2 separate regions of the Mus musculus genome follow, and region 1 is linked to region 2. The links are chromatin contacts, called in public HiChIP or PLAC-seq maps. All regions are on one chromosome and are shown on one strand. Each heading gives the region's core, a stretch centred on a gene start, on an enhancer-like site or on the middle of the called end of the contact. The rest is flanking DNA. Distances are from core to core; before and after follow the strand shown. Region 1 overlaps Shld2 (shieldin complex subunit 2). Region 2 has its middle 12 kb from the start of Gprin2.

Region 1 (6,420 bases), core at 1,421-3,920, 110 kb before region 2:
CGTGGCCATTCTTTTAACTAAAACTTTCCTCTTGTATGTAGCAGGGTGTGCTGCTGCAGCACATGTGTGGAGGTCAGAGGACAGGTTTCCGGAGTAGGTTCTCTTTGTGGAACTGGGAATCTATTCCGACCATTAGACTTGGCAGCAAGTGTCTTGACCCACTGAGTCACCTCTCTGGCCCTCATTCATTTTATATCAGCACCACACTTTTTGATTATTCTAGCTTTTTCATTTGTTTAGAGACAAGGTCTCATGTAGCCCAGGTTGGTCTCAAACTTGCTGTGTGACTGAGACTGGTCTGTCCTCACCTTCCAAGTGCTTGTTTTATAGGTGTCTCCCTCCCTCCCTCCCTCCCTCCCTGTCTCCCTGTCTCCCTTCTTCCCTTTTCTTTCCCTCCCCCTCTCTCTATCCCTTCTTCCCTTTCTTTCTTTTTTTTTTTTTTTTTTTTTTTTTTTTTTTTTTTTTTAAAGATTTTTATTTATTATTATAATAAGTACACTGTTGCTGTCTTCAGACACACCAGAAGAGGGTGTCAGATCTCATTACAAATGGTTGTGAGCCACCATATGGTTGCTGGGATTTGAACTCAGGACCTTCGGAAGAGCAGTCAGTGTTCTTACCCGCTGAGCCATCTCACCAGCCCTTCCCTTTCTTTCTTGATCTCTCTCTCTTTTCCTTTCTCCTTTCATTATAGTTTTGTTTTATATTCCAACCTTGTTCTTTTTTTTGTGATTGGTTCTATGCCACTTGAATTTCCATATAAATTTTAAGATCTTGCTGATCTTTGTAAAGAATTCAGAATTTTGATGATTATGTTGAATCTATAAATCAATTTGGGACAGTTCTCAAAACTTATAAGAGAATGGAACCCAGAAATTCTGTACAATTATAGAACTGGTGTGTCAGTGGTGAGCATATTTCAAACTGCGAGCTCTTTAATATCATGAGAAGAACTGAAAATCTTAAAGACTACAGTAATATGTTTTATATTTATAGATTTGTACACATCTGACTTAAGTATTTTTGTAGAATTACCTTTTAAGGTATCAGTCTATGATTCCAAAAAAATGTGTAGTAAACTAATAAAAATAAGATCTGATCTTTGAGTTTCCGTGTGTGTGTGTGTGTGTGTGTGTGTGTGTGTGTGTGTGTAGGGATGAACCAGAACATGATGTCTTTGTCTTAGCTTCCCAAGTGCTAAGATTGCAGTCTGCACCACCATTCCTAGTTTGCACTTCTTTAGGCAAATTTATTGCTAAGTAGTTTGCTTTACTATTTTGTAAGATGTGGTTTCATCGTGTAGTGCAGGCTGACCTTGAGTTTGATCTGTAGCATAGTCTAACCTCCAGCCAGAGATCCTTTTGTTTCTGTCTCCCAAGTATTGGGATTACAGGCATGTGCCACCATTCTTAGCTTCTTTTATCCTTTTGAATGTTTTTGAGACAGGGTCTAAAGTGGCTTATGCTGACCTCAAATTAGCCCTGACTTGAGATTCTCCTGCTTCAGTCTTCAAATGCTGGGTTTTATAGGCATGTGCCACCACACCCAGCAAGATTTGCTTTTGGGGGGGGGGGGGGATCAGTTAGTAAATAGAGCTGAGACAAACATGTTGACACATGCCTGTCATTTTATCACTTGGGAGTCGGAGGCAGGAGACTTGTCAGTTTGAGTTATCCTGTAAGCCGTCGAGTGCCATGATTTTTAGCTTTGTGTACTTATTAGGTGAAAGCTGGAGAGAGGCTCAGAGGTTAAGAGCACGTGCTGCTCTTGCACATGACTTGGGGTTGGTTCCCAGCACCCACATGGTAGCCCACAAACATCTGTAGTACAGTTCCTAGGGATCCATTGCCAGTTTGGCCTCTACTGGTGGCCTTCACATGGTGCTGAGTAACTCATGTGGGCACACACAAACACACACTCACACACACTCACACACACACACAAACACTCACACACACACACACACACACACACACACACACACAAACACTCATTTAAAAAGAAACATGCCATGCCAGGTGGTGGTAGTAGCACATTCCTTTGCCCCCAGCACTCTGGAGGCAGAGCAGGCAGATCTCTGAGTTTGAGGCCAGCCTAGTCTACAGAGAAAAAGTTCCAAGACAGCCAGGACTACACAGAGGAACTCTATCTTGAAAAAGAAATCTTAAAAATGCTAGGTCACAATAAATAAACATAATAAAAATAGTTTGAGGCTGCTTCTCTCCCCAGCAAGGGCAGCCACCCTTCTGTGTTTTTCCAATAAATCTGTTGTGTGAGATCTGTGGTGTGCCTTTGTGGTATTCCTTGGCTCCTGACTGCCTGGATACCTTTCCCCTCAGAGCTATAACACTTACAACTGGGTCTCTCATCGCTGAGTTCTGGAGTGAGCAGGTAGGGAGCAGATTAACTACAAGGTAGCACAGCGTGGTAGCATGGCCAGTGCTGCTGGCTCACACCCACAGGAAATGTAGAAAAGGGAGAACATGGACTCCTTCAGTAAGAACGGTTCACATCCTGGAATCAGGAGACCAACTGATGGCTGTGAGCCCAAGCCTCTGGGCAGTGACATCAGGAACAGGGATGGGACCATCCTGGATAGGAACCTAGCTCTGCCCCGGGAGAGACAGCTGCAGCACCTGAGGAGGAGTTTGCATTATTTAAGTTGGGGGGTGGGGTGGGGGAGACGGCAGGAGAGCATGGATGGGGAAGGAAACAGCTGTTAGCAGAGGGCAATAAACAGGATGCTGTGAAAGCTGAGAAAACAGGAAAAAGAATTGTAAAAAAATTTAGGTCAATTTAATATTGTGTTGACATTTGAATAGTAATAAAGCGGAGTTGAAAGGTAGGACCTATATTCTAGATCTGGAAAAAGTGAGACTTATGGTAGAAACAGAATTTTACTTGGAGTCATACAGTGTAGTCGCACTTGCTCCCTAGGAGCACTTAGAGTTTCCAAAGGCAGGAAAGATCCAGATCAGTGGCACTGATGTCCTGAGCCAGTGAGAAGGCGGGGCTCTGACTTTAGAACTGGATCGCAGAGGGAAGAGATACTTGCTAGTGGGTTAGTTAGGCTGCTTTTGCATATCCAAATAAAAATGGCTTAAGCTCAAGTCATAAACTAAGATATCTGCTGCCTATCAAGCCTAGAGACAGCTTTCTCACGGTAAGTACAAAAGGTCAGGTCAGATACCAAAGTACTCTTCTCCCTGTTTTATATTGAGATAGCTAGTGATGTTTTTCCTACTGGTTGTAAGATGGCTGTCTTAGTTCCAGGGGTCACATGCAGGCACAGCTGAGTACTAAGACCCAGCAGCAATTCCTACCTCTTTTTAGTATAGATAATCCTTTCCAAAGGCTGCCATGCCTCTTCAGTAATCTTAGGCTAGGTCTAAATTGCAGTCTATGCCTTGGCTGCAGGGAAGGCCGAGGTCACTCCCCAAGCAGTAATTACTTTCAATCAACTTTTCTAGTTTGCTTTATCTTTCTGTGATAAAAATCATGATAAAAGACACTTGGAGAGGAAAGGCATTATTTGGCTTACTATCCCGATCAAGGTCCATCCGTCTGTCAAAGAGGGAAACTGAGGCTGACACTTCAGCAGAACCCGTGGATGAATGTTATTCACTGTCTTGCTTTTTGTGGTTTGCTCAGTTTTTCTTTTCTTTTTTGTTTTGGAATTTTGAGACAGGGTCTCTCTGTGGCCCTGGCCATCCTGGAACTTACTATGTACACCAGGCTGGCCTGAAACTCACAGAGGTTTACCTACCTTTGCCTCCAGAGTGCTGGGGTTAAAGGCAAGTGCCACCATGCTTGGCCACCTTGTCTTCTTATGCAGGTTCAGGAGTGGCATTGGCCACAGTGGGCTGGACACTCCAAAGTCAGTCATTAATCAAGAAAATGCCCCACAGACTAGCCTCGCAGACCAGCGTGGTCGAAGAGCATCTTCTCCATTGAGCTTCCCTCTTCCCACATAACCTCAGCTTGTGTCAAGTTGACCAAAAACTAGCCAGCATAACAACCAACAGTACTTACCATGTTTGCCACAGAAAAGAACTACCTTCCTCTTTGTTTTTCATCGTGATCATGTAGTTCCCTAGACAACTTTGAATGGAGGAATACTTCTGGAGTATGATATGAGAATTATGATGCTTGTGTTTTGATGTTTTCAATACTAAAATCTGAAAAATCTAGTTCTCTTTGATATCTTATGTAATGGTGATCATTTTAAGATCATGCTTCCAGCTTTTGAATAACAGCTTAAAAACAACTTTGGGATCCGGTATTTACTGTGTTATTGGACAGGAGGACAGAACAGAAACCATCCTCAGCTTGTGGGGGTTATAATCAAAACCAAGGGCTGGAATGATCTTGACAGATTTTCTGATAACGTTGCTCTCAGTGACTTGCTACCAGTGTAGGACACAGGCACATAGTTTAAAACGTTGAGAGCACTAACCTGGCCTATATGTTGTCAGACGTTTTTGCCTTTGTCCAAGGCAGAAATGATAGACTCTTCAGAGTCTCTGTTTCAGTGGTACTTTAGCACAAGCACAGTTTAGGATAATACTACTTTAAAGATACAGAAAGAAGCCCAGCAGTGTTGAACATCTTTGATCCCAGCACTTGGGAGGCAGAGGCGGGCGGATTTCTGAATTCGAGGCCAGCCTGGTCTACAGAGTGAGTTTCAGGACAACCAGGGCTACACAGAGAAACCCTGTCTCGAAAAAAACAAAAACAAAAAAAAACTTCGCTATTTTACATTAATTTGTCTTTATACCATAGTTGAATGTCACTGATCCACAGAATCAGTGTGCAGAGATTTTGCAATAAGAACATTGTCAGGAAGAGAAATTGTTTTTCCTGGCCTAAGCATGTAGCACAGTGCTAACTTGCTTGTCTAGCATTGGTAAGACCCTGGGTTTGATCTCCAGCACCTCAAAATCAATACATTCTTTCCCTTCAAGCGTGACACATCATGAGTGATGTTGCCAGATGTCGTGTTCACCCATCATCCTAGCTCTGGGGAAACAGAGGCAGAACTGCTGTGACTTCAAGGCCAGCCTGGGCTACGAGGCAAGACCCTGTCTCAAAAACCCCAACTAAAACCGAGTCAGACAAAGCTAGTGAGTGGTGTGATCCAGTTTGTATTTTTAAAGATCTCTTTATCTGTTCCATGGAGACTGGACTGAAGAGACCCGGTGACCCTGGTACTGTCATAGGTTGTTCCACAGTGAAAGCACAGTTGAAAGATTGGATATGAAAGGTGGAGGAAAGTTAGTATGTGTGACTCTCTAAGTTCTGGCTTCCATAATACTACCACTTTGAAGATAAATAGTAACATATAGGACATTTTGAAGTTGAGGTATTTGTTAAGGCAACGAAATGAAGTTGCTAAATGGGAGTACTATCAATAAAAGAGTTTGCAACAGATCTGGATCACAGCTATAAATGTAAAAGATATTTAAAAGAATGACAAGAAAACTTAGGGGTCAAGTATAGAAACCGGGTAGTTCCCAGTGTAGTCATGAAAGATCCCACGTGTGCAAGTTTGGACGGTGGATTATGTCAGTTCTGTCAGGATTCACTGGGGACTATAGAATGGCTTAGGGGGAGTGCTTCTGTGCCAGATGACGGGAATTCAGTCCTGAGCACCTGTGTCCTCCGGAGGGTCATAACTCCAGCTCCAGGGCATCCTGACACCCTCTTCCTTCCCTCTTGCCTGTGCATGGGAGCGTGCCTGAGCGCCTGGGTGCACCTGTGTGTCTAAAAGAAAAGAATGTACTGGAGAATTTGGAGATGCTGTACAGGAGGTATATATATATAAGGAGTAGGACGGGGAAGTTGGTACCCAAGGAGTCTTGGAAGGACCATTTTGGAGAGCATGAAGCCACATAGGAGCTAAAGAAGCAAGTCTGACTTAGGAAATTGAAACAGTAAAAAAAATTCCCATCCATCAAGGTCCTTTCTCAGATACTAAATAGATTCTGGAAGTCTAACTTATAGATGTAAATTTTGTTATCACCAGGACTAGGTAATATAAATAAGGTTAGAACAAACAAAAGGTCCTGGGAGTATCTGAACCCAAAGGTTGACTAGAAAGAAATGATCTGAGATAGTAATGGAAGAGAGGAAATTATTATTGAAGAATCTTCCAATGTTGGTTCTAAGTTGCAGTCTGTGTGTGTGTGTGTGTGTGTGTGTGTGTGTGTGTGTGGTGGGACTGAACCTAGGGCCTTGAGCATATTAGGCAAATACTCCACTGCTGAGCTACATCTTCAGCCTTTTTAATGAACCTTTTCCCAGTCAAGTTTAAGATGACAGCAGCTGAGTAGCTGAGATTAGAGAAAGGGCAGGCTTAGTGTGTCTAAAACATTGAGGAGGAAGGAGAGTTTTGAGAAGGCTTTGGAGACAACATGAGGC
Region 2 (6,874 bases), core at 877-3,376:
AACCCTAGAGTCCAAGGGCTCCGTGTCCTGGCAGGTTTTTCCCTCTGTCTTCTGGGACCACCCCCTTCTGTCTACTCGTTCTCCTTTCGAGCATCTTGGGTTTAGGACAGATGAAGCCTGGCTTCCTGAAGCTTAGCACCCCCGAGACTGCCTTTCTGTAGGCAACACACAGGAGTATATCCCTTGTGTATATTCTAGGCTGCCATCACCGTCTTAGGGAACTACTTCAAATGCAGGCTCTTTACCTACTGGCAGTCACAGTGCTGAAGAGGGAAGAGTCCTCTACCCCCTTAGATGTCACCTGGTTTTATCTCTGACCCCTGGACGTGTTAGATAATTGACAGTAGCTGAACTGGACCCTCCCCATGCTTTGGGCTTGGGGAGGGCCACCATAGCCTATGTGTCTAGAGCTGGGAATTGAATTCTGAATTCACATTGGTGTTCATAAAGTCTTGGGCTAGACACCAGCCCTGAAGACCTGCAACTTCTTCAGCTCTGAAATGGGATTGAAGCCATATTTTAGCTTTGGCTTGTGAGAATGAAGTTTCATAACCCACGTAAAACTTAGTGCTGGCCGTGTTGCCCAGTGTTTCATGGCCAGGGGGTGGGGGTGGGGGATGTGGCTGCCACCACAGTCCACATGGCATTCCCTTAAAGTTCCTTCTTCAGAGCCTCATCCAGGCCCAGTTTTGTGCCCTGAATAGGACACGTGCCTTCTGGCTGGGAACCTCTGAAACCATTGCTCCTAGAGCCAAGCAGAGGAGGAGATCCCCTCCCTACCAGTCCTCTGAGGTGAGGAGAATGAGGTAGGGAAGGACAGAAACCAATCAAGGATGTGACTTGGGGCCAGTCGAGGCTCTACAGCAGAGTTCGGGCTTTCCCGGGGTGGACAGCAGGCCCCAGGCTCTCATGCTCTTGAGTGTGCAGGCTTGGAAGCTCCAGGTCCTTGGGGGTAGGCTTCTGTAGTGAGCCCTAGGATCTGTCCCAAAGGGAGTGCTGTGTACCCACAGGCAGATGCATTTGTGCCTGCATCTGCCCATCACCTAGTCCATATGGCCTGTGGTCCACACACTGCCCAGGCCTTTTCCTCTGGATACTGTTTAGAAGCAATTCTGCCACACTAGTGATCTTGATTAAAGGTGAAGCTTGGCCTCTGTCCATGCTGAACTCCTTCTCGTTTGTCATTTGGCCTGGCCCAGTTTTGTCATCTGAAGCTATGGCTAGTCCTTCATGAGTTCTCATCCAACTTGTCAGGCAGGGCAGGGCCCCTGTGGAATCTGAAGTGGGACTCTGGATTATTCTAGTGTCATCATGAGCCCCCAGCTCCTCCCCCACAGTGCACACCACATCACTGGGGGGAGTCATTTGTGGCAAATTTGTTAAAATCAGCATCACCTAAACCAAGTCCCAGGACCCTCTTCTTCAGAATAGATGGAGGCTGGTATGGTCTAACAGGATTCACTCCACTGCCCAGTGTCCCTTCCCCATCTTAGCTGCTTCTGATTGACACACTGTTCTAGATGCTTGAGATCAGTAAGCTAAGCGGTACCCAAGGGGGCATCCCCCTCTCTGCGGAGAAGGGGAGGGGGCAATGGGAGAGGGATTTGTAAGGGTGGGACTGATAGGAGAGAGGGGACTGTGAGTGGGATGTAAAGTGAATTAAAAACAAAAAGATTTGCTTATTCTGTCTTCTCATCCTAGGGGGAACAGAGACCAGCTCTACCTTTGGCCTGGGCATAGCACCTGCTTAGCCTCGATCCCCTAAGGCTGCTGTTCTAGCACAGTCCCTAACCTGCTAGTTTCCTGGAAGGTGATCTTGAGGGTCAGAAAGGAACCTCTTTAATGTCTGTCCTTTAGAAAGGACCTCCTCAGAAACATCCTACACTTTACCCACTTGTTTTGGAGGGAATTCCTAGAAAGCCCTGGGGACCCTGCTGACCTGTAGGCTTGGGGGAGCATGGGGTTGGTGTGGGTGCTGTGGTCACACACAAAGAGCTAAGAGCGCCAGGGAAAGGTGAAGATGCTAAAAACCGAGGCCGATGGGCGTCAGACTCTTACTGCAAGAGCTGGGTACATGTCGTGTCACCTTTTCTGTCCTTGAGCGGTGACTCTGCAGAATTCGTGCTGAGTCATGGGCCACCCTCTCCTTTGCAGATAGCCAGAGTCAGTGCAGCAAGGAGGGAGGTCTGGGCCCTGTAACATGAGCTCTTCAAACATATCCTGCAGCCCATCTTTCCTGGGCTCCCTTTATTAAGAAGGGAGATGAATTGAGGAACTGAAGTTTGGGCTGTGGGGAGTGTTCAGTTTTAAGGTGCCCACAGACTTGCCCAGTCTGTCCTGGCTGGGGACTTTTCACTTCACAGCATCTTTCTGGAAAAAGACCTACAGTGCCTTTTTTTCCCCCATCATGTCTGTGCACCCAAGAGCAAACTGGCCTTCTACACTCTCCCATAGATGTTCTTTCTCCAGCATCTTTATGTTTTCTGTCTCAATTTCTCTTGTCCCTAGAATATGTTGTCTCGCCACTGTCCCAATATCCTTGTCCCTGGAGCCTCCTTCAGTTTATGTCAGGGGCCTGTCTGGCCTTGGTCCTATCACTCCAAACCGGAGGCTTTCTCTTCCCACGGCCTGGGGGTATTTCCCTTAGGCCATGGCTTAGTCTGGGTCTCCGAGTCCTTGATTTTTGAGTGCCTAGACCCTGTCCCACCTATTTTGTTTTTCTTTGGACACACACTAAAAGGCCAAGTTTGCAAAACAGCTTCTGGGCAGATCCTTAGACAGGTAGATCTCACTGGGGTCGCTCTGCTGGATTTCTGAAGAATCAGAAGTTGTCCGTGGTCCTGCTGGGTGGCCTCAAAGACTGAGGTCAGAAAGAAGGGCATCCCAGAGTCCTAGGTTTGGGGGGCACACTTTCTGGCTTATAATGCATCTTATCTTCTTTCATATGTTCAGAATCTTGCTTGGCTTGTCATTAGGTTTGGGTGTGGTTTGAGCCTCCTTGTAGGGTGAGTACAAGCACACCATCCTACCTTTGTGCCTTTCCTGTGCGGAACTGGGCTCCTATCCAGTTAGTCAGGACTAGAGACTGGGTCAGGAGATTTCTGATTTTGATACCAGCTGCCCACATCTGCCTCCTAGTTCTGAAGCAAGGAGCCTCTGTAGGGCTTGAAGTTTCCATATGTGTCTTCTCACTCCGTACCTCTTGTCCTGCCTCCTTGGCAGCCCTCCCCCACAGTGGCTGTGCAGTCCTGTCCCCTCTTTTCTTTGCTCAGTTTTAAACAAGGGTCTGGGAGGACAGTGGCCATGGATGACATTTTGTATGTAAGCGTCCTGGATGTGTTACTTTGGGAGAGTTTCTGGTTTTCTTACTGTAGAGTTGGCGATACTGGAGGAGGGGATAGGTCTCTTGTGTGAGTTTCCATTCCTAAACTCACAGTGCATGGGGAGGTGGACTCTCCTCTGGGCAGGGCAGGAATAGGAATGTGGTCGCAAGTCACTGGCCTAGGAATAGTGCTGAGCATTGCTGAGGCAGGCACAAGTCAGCAAGGACATCCTGCTTTATTGGAGATGTTTTACTGTTCATATTTCCATGAATTCTGGTTCTAAGATGTTACATTAAAACAGTGCTTGTCTTAATTACAAAGTCTTTTGGCATGCTTGCACAGTTGTTTCTTAGCCACTGCCTGATTACCAGGTCCAGGGTCTTGAGTCCCCTTAGTTCTCTCCTGCTCTGGAACTAGGACTTAAGAGTAGAGGTGGCCTTTTGGCTAAGATCAAGTGAAGGGTAGAGGTTGACTTTCCAGCCAAAGCTGCAGCTGCTCCAAACCACCAGAAGGGTGGCCAGACGCCCTCTACTGGGAAGGTGGGGCACAGCATTAGACCCACTTAGTGGGTGGAGCCTCTAGTGGGAGTAGGGAAGTATTCACCCTGGGGAGTGAAGCTCCCATGGCTGGTGGAAGGCCCATCTGGGTAGACAGTCATTTCACTGCGACATCCGTTTCGAACACTTACTCCCTTCCTGGGGGACTCCGGTCCAATCTGGAGCATGGGTAGAGGATCCAGAGACGACAAAGCTAGAGAAGGCAGAGCCAGTGCAGTAGCCCACGGCCTGCTGGGGGAGATCGGACAACACGCATTCTCCAGATGGACTGTGTGAGAGTCGGAATGGGAACCTTGCCCCTCCCACCTAGCCCATGTGGCTATGTAGGCCTTTGGCTCAACCTTCAACATTTCACGCCTCAAATGTGCTTGCCTATCTTACGGAAGAAAGTCTTCCCAGGCCTGAGGAAAAGGTGTGGATCGTCAGGACTGTCCCCATTCCAGGCATGTTTGACAGAAGAGACCAGAGAATACTGGTAGGCTAGACGTGAAGGTGAGCCCCCTTTGGTGGTGACTAGAAGAGACAGACCGGGTGGGCATGAAGCTCCTTGTGGGGAGGCAGCATCTCTACGTGGAGGACGAGGCTGGCTGGGGATCAGCGCATACTGGGAGCCTGGAGAGGGACTGGAGAGAACCTGTTTCTTACAGAGGGGTTTTAGAGGGAGGGGCTGAGGGTGTGCATGGGAACGAATGGGAAGTGAATGTGAGCTGGCACCCTGGCTTCTCTGCCTACATGAGGGGCAGGGTGACTGTCCAGACAAGCATTCCCCTTGTCACTCCAGGTCACACGGCATCTCAGGTGCTGTCTTAGGATCTCTTGACTTCGAGTAACTGAATCGTGAACTGAAAGCTACCTGGACGGTTAGAATGTTCCCTTCCCGCTAAAGAATTCAGGAGGTCTCTGGTTCCAGGGTTGATTCTATGGCTCAACAAGGAGATCAAAGAGTCAAGTTCTTTCCAGATATCTGCTCTGCCATCTTTAGGGGCTTAGTGAGGGCTGACCTCATGGTCACATGATAGCTGCTGCACTTCGAGGCATCATGAGTGTATCCAGAGCTGCCACAGGAAGATCTTCACATATGCATCTGAACGACTGAAAATTGGGTTCTTAGGCTGGTTCATAAAATAATTAAAAAAAAAATGGTACAAAGCCAGTTTTACTAGGCTTTTCGAGAAGGGGAAAATGGCAGGCAAACTATAAGTCTTGAGAGGTTGCCAGGTGGAGGGAGATGGAGAAGAGGAGGAGAGATGCTCACAGTGGTTGACTTAGGCCAGCATGTTGAGGGTCAGTAAGCAGTCACCTGGCAGAGTAACAGTGGATGCAGGAGGAACAGCTTCGGAGAAAGAGGGAGAAAGCCCAGAGTGTCTGGGAACTCACACCTAGGCCTTGTCTAGCATCTGAAAGCAAAAGAAATAGGAGAAAAAGAACAAGTTATGTTCTTATGATTAACTCAGAAATGTAAGCAGGTTCTACAGTTGCCGTGTAATAAACATTCGGCAGGCATCTGCACTGAGGGAGGGGCTTCTGGGAGAGACAAGTACATCATCTCATTAAAAGGATGACTTTAGTCTTCCCCTCCCCGTAGCATGTCTTCAGGTAAACCAAAGCTGGAAAGGGAAGTTAGCAGGGTGGGGGTGGGCCCTGGCCAGGTGATTGACAGGTCCAGTTGTGTTAACTCTTAAAAGGAGGAGATAATAGAATATAATGTTGATCTCGTGTCTTCTGGCCTGGCCAAACTAGTGGACTCTTTATGACATCTGTGGTTTTGACCTTTTCAGAGGGTCATCTCTTGGGGCTCATGTGATATTGATCCTTTTCAGACTGGCTTCTCTCACCTAGTGAGGTGGAGTTGAGCTTCCCCTGGGCTCAGCAGCTTGGAGACCACCTTGTGACAGCTCCTCCCTCTCACAAGTATTGATTGTCTCCCTACTGAGATGTTACCTGTGAGTAAAGGACTTCCTAGTGTCAGGCTCTCTCACCTGGGAACTGAGCTCACACACAGGGGTACCGGATGGCCACACTTCCTGCTCCTCACCGTGGCCCACAGCTTGTGCTGTGCATCGAGTCGGCTGTGGCTTGTGCTGTGACACCTTCCTGTCCTCAGAAGCAAACTCTCTTTTGCCATGTGGGCTCTGATTCCTTGTTTCAGAGTCCGGGCCATGCTGCCTGTCCCTTGTGTTGGGACTGAGCTCCTCTTGGAGCCTCCACCATGGCTGTTGCCTCTCTGTCTGTCTGTCTGTCCATGTCATCTATAACCTTTATCATAAACTCTGTACTCCCTAAAAGCTGTATCCCATTATATGGATGTGCCAGAGAGTATCAGTCCTGCCGAAGGCCGTCTTGTTTGCTGTGTGTTTGAACTGTAGAAATCAAACGTCTACAGACATCATCAAAGAGATGCAATAAAAGTCCAGCTTGGTTGGAGGAAATGCCAAACTCAAACCTCTCTCTCACAGCAGCTGCCCAGATTTGTATTCTCGCTAGCAGAGTACGAGAGGTTTACTCATCTTTTTATTCCTGGTTATTATACAGCTGGGAGCATTAACAAGTGAGTCTCAGTGTGTACAGAATTTTATGGGTATGTGTGAGACTGTCTGTAGAGTAACGTTTCAAAAAGATTTTTATCTGCAATGCTTGAAAATGTTCATTTCCACACCTGCATCGACTGCGTGCTACTAAGCTTTAATATTTTGGCAATTTGACAAGTGAAAAAAAAAAAAAGGATGACTCCTGAAGGCTTCTACTGTGAGAGAGTGAGGTGGTGCTCTGGCTGTCTGGGCGAGGTCTTTTCTCTGGTGACTCTCAAGCTGTGCAGTATTGGGTACGTGACTGACTGTCTCTGGGCTTTGGTCCCTCCACCTATAATGTGAAGATAGCCATGATTCTTGCCTTGTTAACTGGACTTGAGGACTCAAAGGTATGCATCATGTAAAATGCTAACATATCCTGTCTTTAAGTAAGTGGTGAGTTAATGAATATTATTGTGTAATATGT

The links. HiChIP or PLAC-seq counts read pairs in DNA pulled down with a chosen protein or histone mark.
Region 1: an H3K27ac HiChIP or PLAC-seq map of embryonic stem cells shows a contact between it and region 2, with 5 read pairs. The contact joins two enhancer-like sites. A contact is called at or near these places in 1 of 484 Hi-C or Micro-C datasets (the G1E-ER4 cell line), 3 of 115 datasets of contacts at active chromatin or transcription factors (all in embryonic stem cells) and 1 of 9 other capture datasets (adipose tissue).

Annotation. Positions count from the first base shown.
Region 1 is chr14:34,299,606-34,306,025 of GRCm38.p6, reverse strand. All of the region lies in intron 2 of Shld2 (shieldin complex subunit 2), which reads left to right. Among named protein-coding and RNA genes, the nearest start is that of Shld2, 7.7 kb to the left of the region's middle. Within about 2 kb of position 2,670, at least 32 of the 459 cell types and tissues checked have an H3K27ac peak or open chromatin away from gene starts, as enhancers often do. A contact at or near this core is called in embryonic stem cells, where this site is marked.
Region 2 is chr14:34,185,818-34,192,691 of GRCm38.p6, reverse strand. It overlaps a transcript of Gprin2 not described here. Among named protein-coding and RNA genes, the nearest start is that of Gprin2, 12 kb to the left of the region's middle. Within about 2 kb of position 2,126, at least 18 of the 459 cell types and tissues checked have an H3K27ac peak or open chromatin away from gene starts, as enhancers often do. A contact at or near this core is called in embryonic stem cells, where this site is marked.